Regions from separate parts of the Ovis aries genome. Here region 1 is linked to region 2. A link is a contact called in public Hi-C data. All regions are on one chromosome and are shown on one strand. Each heading gives the region's core, a stretch centred on a gene start, on an enhancer-like site or on the middle of the called end of the contact. The rest is flanking DNA. Distances are from core to core; before and after follow the strand shown. Region 1 has its middle 39 kb from the start of ACOT11. Region 2 overlaps TCEANC2 (transcription elongation factor A N-terminal and central domain containing 2).

The links. A called contact is a pair of places that touch in the nucleus more often than the background predicts.
Region 1: a contact with region 2 is called in a Hi-C map of liver, with 4 times the contacts expected there. The contact joins two enhancer-like sites. A contact is called at or near these places in 9 of 16 Hi-C or Micro-C datasets (hypothalamus, liver, mesenteric adipose tissue and 5 more).

What each region holds. Positions count from the first base shown.
Region 1 is chr1:28,966,399-28,971,583 of ARS-UI_Ramb_v3.0, forward strand. No RefSeq gene overlaps it. Among named protein-coding and RNA genes, the nearest start is that of ACOT11, 39 kb to the right of the region's middle. Within about 2 kb of position 3,498, at least 41 of the 54 cell types and tissues checked have an H3K27ac peak or open chromatin away from gene starts, as enhancers often do. A contact at or near this core is called in liver, where this site is marked.
Region 2 is chr1:28,603,280-28,608,388 of ARS-UI_Ramb_v3.0, forward strand. All of the region lies in intron 3 of TCEANC2 (transcription elongation factor A N-terminal and central domain containing 2), which reads left to right. Among named protein-coding and RNA genes, the nearest start is that of TCEANC2, 26 kb to the left of the region's middle. Within about 2 kb of position 3,287, at least 2 of the 54 cell types and tissues checked have an H3K27ac peak or open chromatin away from gene starts, as enhancers often do. A contact at or near this core is called in liver, where this site is marked.

The DNA of each region.
Region 1 (5,185 bases), core at 2,248-4,747, 360 kb after region 2:
AAGACCCAGCTTGATAGCTTTGTGGTAACCTCAGCCAGCACAATTTTATTTTTATGTTTTAACTCTTGGTGATATATAGACCTCTCACAGGCAGAAGAAATGGCATCCAGAACTTCTCCCTTGAAAAAAAATTTTTTTTCAACTTGCGCAACACATACCCAGTTTAATTAACCCTTTTGTAGGAAGGCTTGGTCTGCTTTGGGCTGGGTGAGAAAATTGTTTCTCTCCTGCAAGGCGGGTGTTGTGCAAATAACTTGAGAAGGAGGCAAAAGATGTGGGGTGGTGTGCTAGCAACTGGTCCTGCTGTAGAAACCAACCACCCTCTGCCCGCGATTAGCCCCTGATCCTCTTGGGATCTCTGGGTCCCAAATGATAATTCCTTGGACAGTCTGATGGACAATTAATGATGCGTGCCTCCTTTGGGATCTCTTTTTTTGTCTGCTTTTAAAATTTCAGTCTAAGGTGCCTGTTCTGGTGGTGGTGGTTTAGACACTAAGTCGTGTCCGACTCTTGTGACCCCATGGACTATAGCCCTCCAGGTTTCTCTGTCCATGGGATTTTCCAGGCAAGAATACCAGAGTGGGTTGCCATTTCCTTCTCCAGGGGATCTTCCCAACCCAGGAATTGAACCCCGGTGTCCTGCACTGCAGGCAGATTCTTTACCAACTGAGCTACGAGGGAAGCCTGTTTTATAGGAGTCCTTACACTTCATGTCTGCACCCTTTAAATCTCTATTTCCATAGGCTTGCTATTCAAATCAGGAACTAGAACGTTTTGAATCAAAGCTCACCTCTGACCCCTCCCACTGCCTCATTTCCACATGCTAAAGGTAGGAGGCTACCTCTGTATCCTTTTCTCTCTGGCCATACCGACTCTGCCTGATGGTTCCTGTATCTGCACCTCTCTCTGGTCTCCCTCACTCAGATTAGTTTTTCAATGCTCAGCTCTGCTCTGTCACTTCCTGGACTACAAAATTGGAGGGGCGAGTCCCTCCCCCATTGTCTGAGGACTGAAGCTCCAACTGTTATGCCTTCAAGGCATAGTGCCCCAAGGCCTAGCCCCGGCCTCTGTGCAACCACTCCCCAACCCTGGATATGTTCTCCATGCTCCAGTTGTTCAATGTGCAAATGTTTTTTCGAACCCTTACTATGTGCCAGGAGTTGTGTTGGGCACCCAGAAATTAACTGATGCACAATTCCCAGAAACCAAGTGTGTTTCGAGAGCTCAAGGGTTTGGGGGCTCTGAGAAGGGGTGCGGAATTGAGAGAGGGACTGGGCTGCAGCCAGCTCTCTTCTTGCTGGTTTCCTGTTTACTATTAACAGCTGCCCATCCCGCCTAACACACAAACGCCCAAGTGAACCTTGGTATGTTTTCAGACCAGCAGCTCAATCACAAACATGAAGCAGGCTACTTGAAATTTGCCTTCAGCTGCCTTGAAAATCTGCAGAGAGACCCCCTTTAATCCCTCCCTTGCTTGCACTCCCCAACTTTCTGCCTTCCTCGCCTCTCCTTGGAGGACATATGGCCCCTTGAAGTTTTTGTTTGCTTGAAGGGAGGGGAAAAACCCCCAAATACCCAGCTTCAGTGTGGAAGTTTTTTCCATTTTTAAAATATTATTAAGCATCAAGAGACAGAGCAATCTGCTTGCAGATACTATACGTGCATAATTAATAAAATCTCATTATTTATTTATAGAGACACACGAGGAACTGGAGAATTAGGGCTATCCCCATTATATATGAAGAGAGGGAGAGAAAGAGTGGGAGAGAGAGGCTAATACTTTTTGAATGTTAGAGCCTTCCAGAGAAGTGAATCTCTCAGTAGGCAATGAATAAGAGAAGGTATCTACTCCTCCTCAGAGTGGTGTTCCGAGCTAGGAAACACCAGAGAGCAGAAACCTGGTTCCGCTTAAAGAAGGAACGGGACCAGCTCGGTGCTCTAAGTGCCCAGGATGCCGGCTTTGGGTACTTGGCAGGAAAGCAGGAAGCACCGTGGAGGGCCTGGCGACAGGGAAAGAGCCAGTCCGGGGATTCTGAAGGAGGGGGACTTAGGCACAGAATCCCTCCCTGGTAGGTGGGGGTAGCAGTGGGCACGGTCACACCATGGGCACCACGTAAATTGCCCAGACACCGGCTGAGGTGAGCCCCTGGTTCCGCTGGTCCTTTATAAAGCAGGTAACGGTCACTGAAAGGGGGAGGGGGGGCTTTTCTAAATGCCAACTCTGCCCTTGGATCTCTGCATGCCAGATGCCCGGCCAGGGCCGCCAATATCAATAACCCAACTTATTATGTAACAGCCCCTGCGGCCAGGCAGGCAGGGGTCAGAGCCTCCCAGGCTTCTTGAGTTGGGGTGGATCTTCGCTCTCCCTGTTCTCTCTCTCTCTCTCCCCTCTCTCATTTTTTCTTGAGACATGCTTTAAAATAGAAAACAGGCTTGTGCAGTAACCAACCCCACAGAAAGGGGTAGTTTGGAGGGATGTTTTTCCCCCCCCATCTCCCTCAAGTGCAAGCAACTCAGGGAGCAGAACACTCAGTCTTCCCGGGGCGGTGGGCTCCGGCGGGGGGCGGGGAGAAGGGCTAGGGAGGGGGTCGGCTTGAGCAGCAGCCCCCGCAGGGTTACCCGGGCGCGTGCAGGGAAACGTCTCAGCAATTCCAGCGCCCAAGCGGAGCGCGCGGGGGGGGCGGGGGCGCGCGGCGCGGGGCACCTTGAAACCGCCGGCGGCCGAGCGCTGATTGGCCGAGCCGCCGCCTCGGCGTTCCAGCCAGGCGCCCCTCCCCCCGCGCCGTCCACCCCGGAAGGAATTTCCTCCTCTGGCGGCCGCTATTGTTGTCCGCCTTCGCTGTTTGGGTCGGATCGCGTAACCATAGTATCCAAACTGTGTCCGCGCGGGGCCCCAGCCTGGGACCCCTGTGCCCCCAGCCCCTGCAAGCCACCCCCCCCACTTTTTTTTTTTTTTTTTTTGCAGCCTACTTATCATGACTTCATCGGACTCCGGGGAACAGGAGAGGGGGATGGGGCGGGGGGAGCTGGCCCGCTCCTGGCGGCCCTTACTCCGAGATGTTTTCAATTATAATTTTTTTAAAAAAAGTCTGCTTTGTGGGTTCGGGGCTTTTAAATTCTTCCTACTCCCCCCACTTCCATTAAACCGTTGGACCAAACTTGAGTGGGATTTTCCCTCCGTTTCCCCTTCACCGTCTTCACCCTGAATTTGCTGCTCACATCTGAGGCTGGGGAGACAGCAGAAGTCACCCCCCAAACCCAGCCCCTCAAGCTCGGCCTGTGCCCCGGTCTCTGGGCCTGGGCTTGAGCTGGAGAAGGCGAGGTCGGACCCTGCAGCCCACACCCTCTACCCCGGGGCGCTTCCTGGCGGGGCTGGGGGACCCGTGGAGGAGGAGGTATGGGGGTGCATGCCTGCCAACCCCTTATCAAAGGGATGCGGGAGTGACGGGGGAAACAGCTGACAGGTTCTTGGGAAAACAAGCCTCCTCTCCCCTCAGATTCCTCCCTCAGATCTCTGAACACAGAGACATCCTAGTCCGCGCGAGCAGCCTGAGACCAATACCTGTTCTCTACTCCTGCGAAAAAACAAAAATAGAAGCCTTGTCCTTGCGAAATATTTTGCTGGGAGAGGTGGGGGGTGGGGGGGCCCTAGCAGTAAGTCCGCACCCGGGCTGTGGGCAGCGCGGGAGCCTCCGGGACTGGGGCTGGCCGCGGGGGGCGGTGTGTGTGCCGGGGGGTGTCAAACATTCCCAGAACTCAAGTATTCTCCCGGCGCCCGTTGGGGCGGGGGCAGCAGCTGCGGCGGCCCAAGTTCGGGGCAACACTGCCCCCTAGGGGCCACTGCAGTAAGTTTGCAGCCGGGGCGGCGAGGGGCCTTAAGGACGGAGTCAATGGTACCTGGGCAGGGGCGACAATAACTCCCCCGGTGACCGGTGACAGGCCTGAAGAGGGCTTCCAAGCACCCGTTCTAGGGGCGGGGAAGATGCGATGGTGAGGTTTTGTGTTTGCTCTAGAATCTAAAACTTTGGCAGAGTGGGTGCATCCTACTGGCTTCCAGTGGTGGAATGGCCTTTTAATATCAATGAATCTGGTACCCTTTTTGTGCAGTTGAGGAAACTGAGTCCCAGAGAGGGGAGCGATTTGCTCAGGGACATGGTTTTGCACCCAATCCTTCTGGGGTCCTGTGGCGTTTTTGAATTCACAGTCTTCCTTCATCCCTTAGTGGCTCTTGTAAACCTTGTAGAGAGGTTTATCAGAGGCAGTATAGGACATTTACAGATGAAAAATCAGTCCTACAGCGGGGTGAGAACTCAAGTCCCCTGTCTTTCAGTCCAGCTCTCTATACTATGGGGACTTGGAGGGACTTGAACCATAGACTCAACTAGCTGGCCAGCTCTTCATTTGGGGCGATGGCTGTGGTGCTCAACACCCATTCCTACCAGACCAGCCTGTAAGTGGCTGCTCCAGGCTGAGGGGCTCCAACAGAAGAGTGTGGGTCTGCTGAAACCTGAGTTGTAGGTTCCTAAACTGTTGCTGTCTCTGGGCCTCAGTTTCCCCATCTCTAAAATGGGGAGTGGGCAAGCAAGAGGAACAGAAAGGCATCTTGTATCTCCAGTGTTCAGAGCTGCTGTACTGCTTCTCCTTGTCTTTTGTCTGTCTCACCCTCTCTCCTCGGCTCTCCCTTGCTCCTCAGTTGGGGGTCGGCTGGGCTGGCTTCTTGAGCCCGCCCTTCCTCCCTTCCGGCAGGGCTTCTGCGGCTGCCCCTCCCCTTCCCTCCCCTCCTGGCTGGCGCAGAGCAGACTGCGGGAGGGAGCAGTGGGCAAGGAGCCAGCAGAGCGTCCAGTCAACCCCTTGGGAAAACAGGGTGTGTGTGTGTGTGTGTGTGTGTGTGTGTGTGTGTGTGTTGGGGAGGCATTGTCAGAGGTAGCAGCTCGGCTCAGCAGGGGCAGAGTCCCTAGAGGTTATTTGTGTCCAAGGTGACTGGTGTCCGAGCTGGCTGCTGGCCTCCTTCCTCTCTCCCTAGAGATTCGAGGAGCTGCACAGGGAGTCGTTTCCACTCCTCCCTCTCTCTTGCCGCCCACGAACAATCAGGCACCAAGTCTGGTCCTTTCTCCCCTTAAATATCTCTCCAGTTGTTCCCTTCTCCACATCTCTTAGCCACCATCTTAATCTGCCAGCTTGCTGG
Region 2 (5,109 bases), core at 2,037-4,536:
TTCTCTCTTTCTTCCATCTTTGTTCCCTGTCCTCTCAGAGGGGACTGTTTCATAAAGCTCGGAGACCACAGTCTTTGGCTGTGCTTTAGAGCACTTCGCCAGAGAAGCTGTTCACTTCTTCAGCTTAACTGAGGCCTTAATTCAGACAACTCCTGGATATGCATCTCTTGTCCCGATCCATGTCTGAATCTTAGATTTTTAGAATTACTGTTCCAATTTATATTACTACCATTTCCAATAACATCTTGTTTTCATTTGCTGTATAGAATGGATTGTTTTCTGTTGGCTTATTGGCACTCTGTCCTTTTTGTGTGAATTTTTGTGTTCTTTGTCTGTTGAGATCTTATAATTTTTGTTATCTGTATTTGAACTTTATAAATGTCAGTGTCATAAACTTTCAAATCCATTTAGCTACCTCAATTTATAAACGAGGAAATTCAGACTCAGACAGATGCAGTGACTTATCCAGGGCCACGCAGTCGGTTAGCACTGGCGATGTCATGAGAGCCTAGGTCTCTTAGGGCAGTGTCCTTTCCTGGTTAGCAGGCTGCCATTGTGCCCTGAATCCCAGCCATATGTGCCTTTATTTTATTGGACTGTCTCTATGGGTTCTGCCATCTGCTCAAGCTCACCTCTTTTAAATCAGAATTTAGTGCCTTTTCTTGTGTACATCATATGGGAGTTTTCTCCTAGTATTTTCATTTTAGTCAGTGTTTGCTCTGACATAAACTCTCTAGGAGCAAATGTCCAATAGGCAGCTAGAGATGGAGAACTGAAACTCAGATGAGAGATATTTAGACTAAAAATCTGTATTTGGAACACATTTGCCTGGAGGCGTTTGCTTAAAATCATTTAAGTGGATGAATTCTTTGAGTAAAAGAAAAGATTAAAGGCCCGAAGGATTGAAATGAGGAGAATATCCATGGAAGGAAAGTGGGAAGAGGAAGAGGAGCTGCTGAAGAAGTGGATGGAGTGTAATTAGAGGAGGAGAACCAGGGCCATGCAGTGACGCGTGGCCTAAGGAGGAGAGTGTTTTAAGAGACAGGAAAAGTGAGTGGCCTCACTGTTCTCAAGTGGTCTGGTAAGTTGAGGGCTAGCTGGGCAAAAGCCTTTGGATCTGCCTCTTAATGGGGCCTCTGTGGCTTGAATATCTTTATTATAAAGGAAACCGGTGGGCAGGGAGTGTCAAGTAAATGGCTGATAAGGCAATGTAGTTAGGCCTTGCACCCAGCCTACAAGGCGAGCATGCTCTACTTCTGCAACACTGTAGATATAAATAATCTGGGAAAGGTTTTAAGTCAATCATATTGATCTGATTTTCATCTATAATTGATTAACAACAAAAAACCCTATACTTAAAAAATGCTTTCCCCACTGTGACTTCCCTGGAGGAGGAAATGGCAACCCACTCCAATATTCTTGCCTGGAGAATCCCATGGACAGAGGAGCCTGGCAGGCTACAGTCCATGGGGTCGCAGAGAGTCGGACACGACTGAGTAACTAACACACTATGACTTCATCTGATCCATATAACAGTGCTATAAAGTGAATCTTATTATTTTCTCATTTTACAAATGAGAACACTGAGGCTTAGAGAGCTTAAAGTAATTTGCCTCAGTTCAGGAAACAAAATAAGCTACAAAACTAAGAGGGACTTAGGCCATGTCTTCCTACCTCCTGAAACCCAAAGATGCACCTTGGCAAGCTCAAGGTGCTTGAGCTTGGCACCTTGGACCTTTAAGGCCCAGATGAAACATAATCTTGGTGAAGCAAAAGTGTTTGTTGAGTGAATAAATGAGTTAGTGAGTGAATGAATGACTGGGGATGTGATTTGACTTGCCCAAGTTCACAGAGTAACTTAGTGGAAAGGTACTTTCCAGTAGCCTTCCATTCTCAGGTTGTTCTATAGATTCACATTGTTTTAGCAATCCTGAACTACTGAGAAGCTCCTGTAGTCACTATCTATGAATAGTGCCATACAAACTGCCACAAAATTGTTGTTGCTATTGTGGTTCAGTTGCCAAGTTGTGTCCAACTCTTTGCGAACCATGAACTATAGCACGCCAGGCTTCCCTGTCCTTCACTATCTCCTGGAGTCTGCTCAAATTCAAGTCCTTTGTGTCGATGATGCCATCCAACCATCTCATCCTCTGTCACCCCCTTTCTCCTCCTGCCCTCAGTCTTTCACAGCATCAGAGTCTTTCCCAGTGAGTCAGCTGTTAGCATCCGATGGCCAAAGTGTTGGAGCTTCAGCTTCAGCATCAGTCCTTCCAATGAATATTCAAGGTTGATTTCCTTTAGGATTGACTAGTTTGATCTCCTTGCTGTCCAAGGGACTCTCAAGAGTCTTTCCCAGCACCACTGTTCAAAAGCCAGGAAATTAATGGTTTAAACACTAGGTTTATTATCTTACATTTCTGTATGTTAGACCTTTAGTACAGGTCTCAGCTAAAATCATGGTGTCAGTAGGGCTGTATTCCTTCTGGAGACTCGAGGGGAGAATCGGTTTCATTGCCTTTTCCAGTTTCTAGAAGCCACCTGCTTTCTGTGGCATGTGATTCCCTTCCTCCATCTCCAAAGCTGGCAATGGTGGGTTGGATTTTTCCCACACCTCATCTCTCTGACCCACTCTTCTGCCTCTAAAAACTTATGTGATTAGATTGGCCCCACCTAGGTAATCCAGACTCATCTCCTCCTTTTGGGGTCCTTAACTTTAATCACGCCTTTTTCCTTTTAAGGCAACAGATTCACGGGTTCTGAGGTTTAGGGCATGGATATCTTTGGGAACATTATTTTGCCTATCACAGCGCTCCAATTACACTGTGCTCTTTCAGCTTCTCTGCCCTTGTTCACTCCACTGCTTGTCAAGACTTAGGACAAGAATTGCCTCTTGCATGGTATTCCCTGGTCCATTTGCCAGCCAGATTGACTCCTGTGTCCTTTTGACTCTCCTTTGGGTTCCCCTTTCAATACTGTCTTAGAACCTGTGACACTTTGGTGCATATGTTTTTGTTTAGATGTCTTCTCCCGTGCTTAGACCTCTGTGGAGCTCCTTGAATAAAGGGCTATGTCTTGTTCAACATTCTATCCCAAGGTCTAGCACAGGGTCTGGTACTTACTAAGTATTTGATAATGTTTGTTAAATGAGCAAAAGACCACTTCCTGCAGGGAATTTGTCTTAACAATGTGCTGGGATGCAGAAACCCCATACTCTTCAACCCAGGGGACTTGACCTAGATCATAAGACCAGCCAGTGGCACTGCTTGCTTTAAAACATAAACTTCATGGAGCAAATAATGACTTTTTGCAGATCATTAACTTCCTTGATGTAGCTACTGACCAACTTGTGACCTTGGGGAAAGGTCATGGAGCCTCATTTTTTCATCTGAATCAGGAGGAGGTAGGACTATATGATCACTGGAGGCAGCAGTATGGGTTTAATACTTGAGCTCGAGCCAGACTGCCTACGTTTGAAACTTGGCCTTGCTGCTTATTTGCTGTGTCCTGTGCAAGTTCCTTAACCTCTTAGTTCCTCAGGTTCTTTACCTGCCAAACAAGGTATCGTCATAGCACCTACCTCATAGGGTTGTTCTGAGAGTTCATTGGCTTAAGTGTAAAGTGTTCAGTGCAGTGGCAAGCTGTCATTATTGTCATGAAATTCATTGTCTGATCTAAAGATTCGTTTTGCCTTGTTTTTTATAGAAGGCGGTTCCTTAGGCCTCCTCTCTTCTCTTTTCCTGCCCCAGACTGAAGGCCTTCCCTGCTGCCACTCTTCCCTTTGTCACCCTGTTGCTGGCACATCCTGCATCCCCCATTCTCCTCCTGGCCCGGCCCTGCTTGGAGTGTTTCCCTGGTGTTGGGAGAGCCTTCTGACCAAGCTGGGTAGGACTGCAGTGGGGGACCCTGTGGAGTATACTGCCCCCTGCGGGCCAGGAGCAGTGATCACTTGTCCTGGCCTGAGTGCCCGAGGCTTCTGCTATTTGGCCACCTCTCAGGACCTGTGCTCTTCTGATTTGGAAATATCAAGAAGGTGAACAACATTATCTCAACAGAGCTTTATTGAACACTCCCTATATGCCAGTCCCTAATGACAGAGGAGGACAGGGTGTTGGGTTAAGTGTGCAGACTCTAGGGTCAGGTGGCTGTGCTCAGATTCTGGCTCACATGCTTACTAGCTGTGAGGCCAGGGCAGGTTGCTTTGCTGAGCTTCAGTTTCTCACTTGTAAAAAGAGATATGACAATAGTATTTAATTCATTGTTTAGTTATTTAAAAATGAGATAATTCCTATAGACTTTGGAGTAGTAAGCAGGAAGCATTCTTAGCAGTGGGTAAGAATTAGAACCTCTTCATTCAGTACTTTACAGCATAGTTCATTATTTTGTTTGCAATTGTGTGATTTTCCCAATCAACTGCATCCATATTCAGATGTTACTACAAAGCCAATTTGAAAGCCAAATGTAAACTTTTTTGTTTTTTTTTTAATGTAACTGATTCAGTTCAGCAAACATTTCTTGAATGATTTGTGGTAGGCACTGTGCTGGGAGCTGGGACTGTATCTTGGAGTAAGGAGTAAGGTGTGGGGTTCTGCCCCCAAGATGTTTACATCAAGCTTAGAGGAAAAAAATGAGCATTTAACCTTTCTAGGCAGGGAAACTGAGCTAAGGTACAGAAATGTAAGAAGGCCAGAGAGCCTGACCCCAAACAAGGGCATGCAAACTGTTCTCTATGACTAGGTCTTTGTACCTGGGGGGCAAGGTGTAGGAAGGTTGAGACTGAGGGGAGCGAGGAAAGAGAGAGACATGGTAAGAGATATGGCCAGAGAGGTTCCAGGGCATTGAGGGCTTGAATCTATACTGAGAAATTAATTTGAAGACAGAGGAGAAAACCACTGAAGGGCTTCCAGTAAGGGAATGATGTGATCAAATTGTGTTTTTAGAAGCTTAATTTAACTTTAATATGGAGGATGAATTGGAGAAAGCCAGTCTGGGGACAAAGATTGGTTAGTAAGTCACTGCAGTAGACCAGTGAAGAAGTGATAAGGACCTGAATCGGGGCAGCAGTGAGACTAATGCGGGAAGTGAGAAAGGAAAAGTTATAAGAAATGTTAA